2 separate regions of the Mus musculus genome follow, and region 2 is linked to region 1. The links are chromatin contacts, called in public Hi-C maps. All regions are on one chromosome and are shown on one strand. The core of a region is the stretch at or near the end of the contact, and the rest is flanking DNA. Distances in the headings are between cores, read along the strand shown.

Evidence for each region. Hi-C and Micro-C count contacts between places; a contact is called where the count stands out from the background.
Region 2: a contact with region 1 is called in a Hi-C map of liver, with 2.1 times the contacts expected there. The contact joins two enhancer-like sites. A contact is called at or near these places in 2 of 484 Hi-C or Micro-C datasets (liver and myocytes).

Annotation. Positions count from the first base shown.
Region 1 is chr10:17,330,937-17,335,382 of GRCm38.p6, reverse strand. No RefSeq gene overlaps it. Among named protein-coding and RNA genes, the nearest start is that of Gm20125, 240 kb to the right of the region's middle. Within about 2 kb of position 1,517, at least 33 of the 459 cell types and tissues checked have an H3K27ac peak or open chromatin away from gene starts, as enhancers often do. A contact at or near this core is called in liver, where this site is marked.
Region 2 is chr10:17,644,897-17,649,301 of GRCm38.p6, reverse strand. The region is part of intron 3 of Gm32543 (a long non-coding RNA gene); the gene reads left to right. Among named protein-coding and RNA genes, the nearest start is that of Gm32656, 13 kb to the left of the region's middle. Within about 2 kb of position 2,746, at least 22 of the 459 cell types and tissues checked have an H3K27ac peak or open chromatin away from gene starts, as enhancers often do. A contact at or near this core is called in liver, where this site is marked.

The DNA of each region.
Region 1 (4,446 bases), core at 268-2,767:
GAACATAGTGAAACAACAAGACTGTTTTTCTATTTTTCCCCTTGAGAGCACAACCCCAGTGACCTAAAATCTTCCCCCTAGCTCTTATATCTCAAAGGTGCCACTAACATTAGATTAGCAATGGTACTCTGAGGACTAGAGCTTTACTACACAGCCAAACACAGTGATGACAATCAGTTTAGTTTTAGTTTGATAAGAAAGATGGAAGTGCCAAAGTACTCAGGTCTTTTCTTGTCTTTAAATATGGTGGAAGAAACTTTCCGTTCACTAGATGCATACTTACTTTGTGCTTGAGAAGAGATCAGAATGCTATCAAATGTCCTCTGGGTTCAGTTTCAGATCCTTACGTTCCTACAGAGACCATCAGTTGAACACCCTGGTTCTGTTTTCTGTGAACTTTTTCAGAGCTTATTCTGAAGAGTAGCATGGCCAGTATCTATGGTTATTGTCGTCAGGTCATAAAGTACAAATGGGGAAAAAAAAGGAAAGCAGCATGTAACTTAGACATGCCAAGGAGGTTGATCATTTTGCAAATGATAAAACTGAGTCCACAACATGATAAATCATTTGCTCCAAATCCCTTTAACAAAGTGATAAAAATGAGAAGAGAGGGCTTGACTTCAGTGAATATTCTTAGATGACCATAGTCACGCTTTTAGAAAGGAAGAACATGCTATTATTGTATGTGTGATAAAAAGTCTGGCATCAAGAAAACCTTAGGTAATGTTTTACTGAAAGTCCATGTAACATTTCATGGCCCTTCTGATGCCATAATAAGTCTCCTTATGGTTCTCAGATCGATTTTGAATTATGAAGAAGCCTTCTTAGAAGAAGGGTGATGGTGAAAAGTATGGATTAGAAAGACCTTCGGCTACAAAAGTCTGCATCCTTTGGGGACTCTGACGTGATAAGGGAAGGAGACCGGTCAGGGAGAGGCGAAGCTGAAGCAGAATGGAGATGGCCTTCAGGGCGAAGAGAAAGAAGCATTTCTAACAATATTTACAAGGACAAAGGCAGGGGTGGAAGGGAACTTGGAGTGTTACTGGTGACAAGGAGTCTCCCGGATGTGACAGTTGAGCTTATGAAAATTCCCCCCCTCCCCCCCAACTTGTCTTTTCTGCCAGGTTCACCAAATGCCATGGTAAATCTGGGAAGGGAGCAGAGATGCCCGAGAAGGAGGTTTTAGGGTTGAGATGAGAGCTTTTTTTTTCTTTCCAAACATGTATCAGCTTTTAGCACTGGGTAAATAAAAGGCTCAACCCTTGACCTTTGCCTTTCCTGGCACCTAAGTGAACTTTGCGTGCTGCCTTTGCCTCCAGTATGCATGAAAATAATCAGGCCCATCTTGCAGAAGAAGCAATATTATAATTTTGGGAGTTTGAAAATAACAATGGTGATTATCTTAGCAGCAGCCACAGTCTTAACAAGCAGAGTCCCTGGAGCCTTCCCGAGCTCCGCAGTGCCTGGGACTCTCCTCTTCTCTTGACTCTTTTCTAGACCTGCGCCTGAGCAGGGTCAGAGCTGGCTCGGAGTGTGCTGCCTGCCTGCCACATCAGTGTGCTCACTCTACACCCTGCGCGCTAGGATCAAAGCATTCTTTCTCCTTCCTCTTCTACCTCTTCTCTCTACTGCTTGGCTGCCTTCTCCTGCAGGGGGTCAGACTGGCCACATTTGTCCTCTCTGTGCCCAGCCTTTCTATACAAAGTTTTCTTTGTCAATTAGCAGAAGTAAATGCAAATCTGTTCTATGTACAATGAACTTCTTTGAGAAGAAGGTGCACTGGGACACTGATATAATGACTTGGTGAATTTCCAGATGAGGAGGCTCAAAACATCTTGGTTTTATTGTCTAGAGATTAGCATCTAACACTCTCTCTCTCTCTCTCTCTCTCTCTCTCTCTCTCTCTCTCTCTCTCTCTCTCTCTCTCTCTCTCTCCCCCTATGTCCTTCCCTCTTTTCTTCTCCCCATCTCTTTCTCTATCTCTGCATATTCAAATTCTCCTGAAAGCCAATGTCATATGCAATGGAGTTTGGCAATTCTGCTTCCACATTCATATCTGAATCCTTTTGGCATCTGGCACACTGAGGTTAGGTTGCTGTTGAAACACAGCATATAGAATCTGTGTGCTTTTAAAGGCTGTCAAATAAGCTTTAATACCTAACCTTCATTGTTGCTGCCACAGTCCCCACTCAGCCCTGCCCGGGAGCACAAGGCCACATTCCTGGTGTTCGTGGTGAAACTAGCATGAACTGAAACATAAGCCCTCCTCTCCATCATGTCTCTTGGCAAGATATTAGTAAAACCTCAGTGGTATTCATTCATTCACTCTTCAAGCCAACAGTTGGGAGGCTTATACTCAAGGGAGACGTATGTTCAGAAGTGGTCTTTTGAAAACCTAGCGATGTTCAGGTATAAGTTACACTTGGAAACCCTCTTATGTGACTTAATAGACAGTGAATATTAGGGTGTGTAGGGGGCAGAAGACAAGAGATCTGCATTGTTTCTCTTAATTTTTCCTTCTTTTGTTATCACAGTAGTATCAAGAAGACAGTGGCTTTATTTGACCTCTCCCCCAAGGGAGTAGTAACTATAATGGGTTTAATTAACTATGTGGTATTGACGTAATTAGTTATCATGGTGATTATACTTCTTTAATAAAAGCACTTCATTTGGGATGCATCAGGGTTCCGGCAGCGGCCAAGCCCTTCACCTATATTTCATAACTGTCTAGACACTGGAACCGTGTGCATATTTTACTAGCAGCCCTTGAGAGAGGTTATCTTGCATGGCTTAAGGTAATTGGGAAGTAATGATTTTGCCCCCTGCTTTCAGACTGGCTTGAGGCAAAGAGCAGAGAGGCTGTGGGGGAGGGGCGGGCCCTCATTTTGTGTAAACTGAAAGGCAGGGGGGAAGGGCTGGGTTTTTGGAAACCACAAGCTCTTAGGAATTGTTTCTTTTCAAGCTAGCTATCAGAGAAACAGTAACACCAGGGGGAGTTTGGTGGTGGTGATGGTGGTTGTGGTGGGGGGTTTAATCTATGGGTGGAATGCATAAATCTATTTAAATAAATGTACACCGTGTATGGAGACATAGGCTTGCATTAACAGGAATTCTGGCTGTCCAGTCTATGAACAAACAGCACAATTGGTCTGAATAGTAGATGGCTGCTTAAATTTGGTCAGCAGGTGACTGGCAGTGTCCCTTTCACCACAGCTCAGTGGACAATGAAGTCAGATGCTATGTAAAAAAATAGGGCAGTGAGAAAAGAAGACACACAGAATTCAAATGATTACCATATGAAAATGTCAATAATAATATCATGAGACCCCCCAAAGAGGAAAAGAACAAAAGCCAAAAAGATTATGGAGCTGTGCAGAGAAAGGGCCACAGGGACCACAGTGCCTGAAGCCCCTTCCCTACTTTTTTTTTTCTCTGATCAAACTTGGGTAATGGACTGGGAGGGGGAAGGGCAGCGGAAGGGTGGTGAGCAGGGAGGAGGGGTTAGGGACCGAGCCGAAATAGACACAGATAGCACTGAGAAATAATAGGTGTGCACACAGACTCTTGCAGAGAGAAACGTCATTTCTTTTTCTGTCTCCTCTCCCTGACTCTCCTTCTTTATTCAAACTGCTTTCTCCTGCCACCTCCCCCTGCAGCGCTGAGCAGCGTCCCCTCTGTGCCTCTCCCTGCCTGGAGATACATACTGAAATCACTGCAGGCAGTTTGACTGCTTCATGTAGCCCGGGAAGTTTTGCTGTGGGTCTTCTCAGAGCCAAAACCAGAAAGATGCACTTCTAAAAAATAACCCAACGGATCTGAAAGAAGCGTTTCTGCGGAGGTACCTGCCAGTAAGACTTGTTCCTCTGCCACAAGGGGTGCTGGGCAAAAAACCTCGATCCCTCATTAAATCAATAAAATCTTCTGCTCTATAATCGAGTATCAGGGAGAGGGGCCCAGGCTGTTTTATCTCATTGTTTCAGAACAGATCATTTGGATGGAGCTGACAAAAGGTTCATTCTTTACCTTTGTGGAAATGTCAGTAAAAAGGCAGGTGCTAGGCATTTGGACTCTTTTGCTCTATACAAGAAGAAAAAGAAAGGAGAGAAAAAAAAAAAAAAGAAGAAGTGAGGGAGGGGAGAACTGGGGGAGGGGAGGGGAGGGGCTGTGACAGGCCAGCTCCATGTACTGGAGCTTTCTAAGACATTTTGTTTAGCTTGGTACTGTGTGGCAGTGAGGAAAGAGGTGGGATCTATTGTGTGCCAGCTGCATGAATCACCGGATTGAAGGCTAACAGCCTCAGATCTTCTTTTATACAGTAGAGGGGAGATTAAAGCAGGGAGCTCATATGTCACAAAATAGAGGTACAATGCCTTTCTGGCTTGTTCTGTGCACTCAGCCAGCATTTGATCCAAATTTAGCCAGGGGGAAGGAAATGTGTATTGCTAT
Region 2 (4,405 bases), core at 1,497-3,996, 310 kb before region 1:
CCCCTGCTTCCTCTCTTCCTCCGCCCAACCTGGAAGTCCCGCCTACTCGACCAGTGATTGGCTCCTTTATTCATTAGGGGATTGAAGTCACCTGAGTATAGTTCACTCCTTGTCCGCAGCCCCTCCCAGGAGAGTGGAATTTGCGTCAACATACGAATAGCACCAAGGCCCATCCATAATAGCATCTCACACTGTCTTCTGAAGGATTCATAATTCATAGATATATGTACCGAAACTTGTTAGCCTAGCAATGATTACAAAGGCAATACTAGTGGTGATCAAATATTTGTTGAATACTTAAGATGTAGCTAGCAGTTGTAAGAATTTTATGTTATCGTTTTAACTCATATAACATTCTTTGAGGTATAGACTAGTATACACCTTTTATTTATGTAAAGAAATTGAGTCATTGTGAGGTTAAGCAGGTTGCCTAAGGTGTATCCTAGGAAACAATACTGCCTAGATTTGAATCTAGTTAGCCTAATGCTCCTTTTCCATAGATGGATGTCTCATACAAATCATGCTGGCAAACTCCCACAAACGAAATTTTTACCCTACTTTATAGCTATGTAAGATGTTTCAAGAAACAGGGTGAGTAAGAGTCATGACACATTTCTCTGTTGTCGCGTATAATTTTTATTTTGTTAGTACTTCTCAAGATTGAGGGTTTTATATGAAACAATCCTGGGAGTATCTTATTAAGTAAACTTTGAAGTCTTACTTAACCAGCATAATTTTCCCTCCGCAGTTCTTTAGTTTTTTTGTGAAAAAGTATTTCTCATTAATAATGGTATGGAGAGATCTGTTCTCTTTGACTCGTTGACTTTCGAAGATTTGAGGATATAGCTGCATGATGGAGTACGTGCCTGGTGTGCATGATGTTCTGGATCTGACTCCCCCCTGGAACTCTGAATCAAGCAACCACAACTGCTGACTTTTCCCCTGTGATTCGATGGTTAAGCTTCTGTACTGTATTGAGGGCCGAGTGGTTGGCTCACAGGGCAAGAATAGGCTATGGGGGATGGGTGTCCTCCAGCTGCTCAGACTGACAAGTGTAGCCACAGAAAGATAGTAGCTGCATTCTTATGTCAGAAGAAAGTGTACCGAATAAGGTAAAACAGGATTACGTTTTCTTCCAAGGCTAGAGATTTGTTATCTTCCATGATTAAAAGGTCAGTAGAATCTCACAAACATTTTTGGTTATCCCTGATGATTATTAATGTCCAGGCCATTGGAAGGAAACCTTTCAACAATTCATTTAACCAAAACGAAACAGATGATTGAAAAGTCTTAAAATATTTACGCATTTATTATCTACATAAAACATTTAAAATTTTGAGCGAGTGAAAGAATTAACATCTTAATGAACTTTTGAAAAATGAATGTAGTTGGCTCTTCTAGATTTCTTTAACAGCAGTCACCTTTGTGCTTCTTTTCTTGTATGTCCCCAAACATGTCAAATAATAACAGACCAACAGAAACCTCCTCCAGACCTTCTACAAAACACTGTATTTCTCTCTTATCAGACATTATTCTCATCCCATAGCTCAAGTCAACAACAGAATGCAAATTTTATTTAATTTGCATAATTTTCTTATTTTTCTATCAACTTAGATTATAGATTTTGGAGTTGATGTTTTTTCAAAATTGTGGGATTTTTTTTTCCATAGAAAAAGAATTAGGTTCACTTTCTTTTGTCTCCCGCAGGGGTGTCTGTCTTTCAAGTTGTAATTGCAGGTTAGTTAGGGCTATCTGCACAAAGATGGATTGCTTGGAGAGCCAAATTTCATTACTCCTACTACAAAGACAGGTCCTACAGCAGATGCAACAAGTTTCAGCCATCATTTCCATCAGGATTACAGATGGTACTGATGTGGAAGACATCTGTGGCACAGGCCAGAGAAAGGATGGTTGGATTCTTATAGAATCAAGGCAAAGGATATAGCAATGAAAGGTCTAAGGATGCCCCTAGGAATTCCATGTGTGCACAGAGGTCGCGATCAGTCAACTATGACAGATTCAGAGCCCATCAGTGGAGTCAAGAAGAGACTAGGAATGAGTCAGAGTGATCCTCAATTGTTTCTGCAAGATTTTTGAACAGGGAGCAGATATGGAAAATTGTATGCATTTAAAGAATAGGCTTCTAAGAGAGAGAAATGTTTATCAAGCAGGGATATGGTCACAGAAAGTTTGAATCCTCTTGCATATTTCTGAATAAAGCCGTGAAGAGATAGAGGAAGCAGCAGGGCAAACTGAGTCTGTGTGGGGAAAGTTGAAGTAAAAATAGTTCCACGGAATGAGTTGAATGTATTTGCAGTAAAGGGAATGTTTATGGTAGAGTATATGTGTGGACTTCCATTCCTCTCTTAAGAATTTAATGATGATTGGGTGTCTGATTGAAGCTGTGACATTTTAAGAGAGATTAAGAAAGGAAAAATAAGAGGTGTTCCCCAACTTGCCAGAGCTTTCCAGTCTTGTTGGGGAGCCTTCATGCAGTAAGACTAGTGAAAGTGAAGGTGTAAACACATAATTGAAATTGTTGTTTTCTCACGGCCCTCAGCTCTTGTGCCTATAGTAAAGTCCATCCCTTCCTTTATGACAAGCCATGAGTATTAGTGAGACCACAAGCATTTACCCTCATTAACTCAGTTAATCATCATACAACTGAGGACGGAAGGGTTCCAGCCGGGGTTGCACAGCTTTGAAGCTGGAGCGTTGGGAGCAGAACCTCACCCTGTAGGTCCAGAGTCCACAGTGTAGGGTAATGATGAAATTCTTCCTTGTAAACTCCTATAAAGTTGTATCCCAAGCATAAGCATGTATTTATTTTCCTTTCCCAGAGTTTTAATGTTCCATACAATTTATAGTTTTTAGACTTAGGAGCATCTGCTAGGCTTGCAGAATATGCTATGGATGGATAACTAACCTCCCTCGCCGGGCCAGCAAAGAAGGCCAGCTTGTTTTATAGATGTTGGGAAGTCTCCTTAACTGAAATTTTAACTCTGTTATAAACTATCAGGTGGCTCAGTTAAGGGCACCCCTTCTTTTTACTTGCACATATGTACTGTGCACATACGTGCTTGCATGTCACCTGAACATGTGGCAGCCTGAGGTTGATATGGGGAGCTTGTCTTCATTGCTCTTTCACCTTAATTTTTGAGGCAGGGTCTCTCAGTCCAGCTCAGAGCTCACGGATGTAGCTAGTCTTGCTAGTCAGCTTGCTCCTGGGATTCCCAGTTTCTGGCTTCTGAGACTGGAATTAATTACAGGTAAGCTGTTTGGCCCACCAGGCACTTATTTATGTGGATTCTGGGGAGTCTAATGTCAGATTCCTTTGTTTGTCTGGCAATCCTTTTAACTGCTGGGCAAGCCCACTTAGTAAGCTTTTAAGTATGACTGAACTCTAGGCACAGAAGAGTGACTCAAAAGTTTCTAGGTCCCAGGCTAGAAAGTTGCTGAATTTTGTTTGTTTGTTTGTTTCACATGGTCTATGTAATCCTGGCTGGAACTCACTATGTGGTCTAGGCTAGTCTCAAACCCACAGAGGTCTTCCTGCTTCTGCATTCCAGAAAGTTCCCGACTTTCGGGAACAGTGATGCTTCATCTTAAGAAGGTTTGCAGGGGACCTTGAACCCAACATCATGCCTCAGGAGAAGCTGTTCTTGGGACATTCAGTCTGCCTGCTTTTTCTCCATGGTGAAACCCTCCCCACTTATCTCCACTGCAAGGCTTTCTTCCTCGGTACACGCCCCATCTCTTGCTTCACAGTTTTAACTCATGTGCATTTCTAAAGCTGCTCTCTGCTGACCTAGTTGCAGGCCTCAGATTCACAATCTTTGTGAGATAGTGTTTTATGGAACCCGATTTGGGGCATGCTTTAGTGATGGGGTCTGTGTGAGGTGAAAGCCAGTCTGGAACCAGTTGCCCTTGGCTCAGGGTTCCTGTACACATATTTGGGAGCAGGCTGTGGTGTGTGTCTGGGTGTCTGGATCTCTCTCTCTCTCTCTCTCTCTCTCTCTCTCTCTCTCTCTCTCTCTCTCTCTCTTTGGTCCTTCAGGAATTTCTGGGTGTGTCAGGTGCTCTGAGCATCTGGGAAGGATGCAGTGAAACTGTCAGACTATTTGGTTAGATTCTCTGGGATAAGCATACTATTGATTTACTGTAACAGAGTGTTTATATAATCCATGTCAGTCATTTATGTGCCTGGTGAGCTAGGGGACAGCGGAAAGAGTCAACTTGAGTGGAAAGAAAATACAAGAGCTGGATCATAAAAATATCAGAATTTCATAAATTTTAACTTTTAACAAACATCTACAAACAGAGGTCCTTGAGTTCCAGGCCAGCCTGGTCTACAGAGTGAGATACAGGACAGCCAAGGCTAGCCTCCCCCCCACCCCCCCAACAC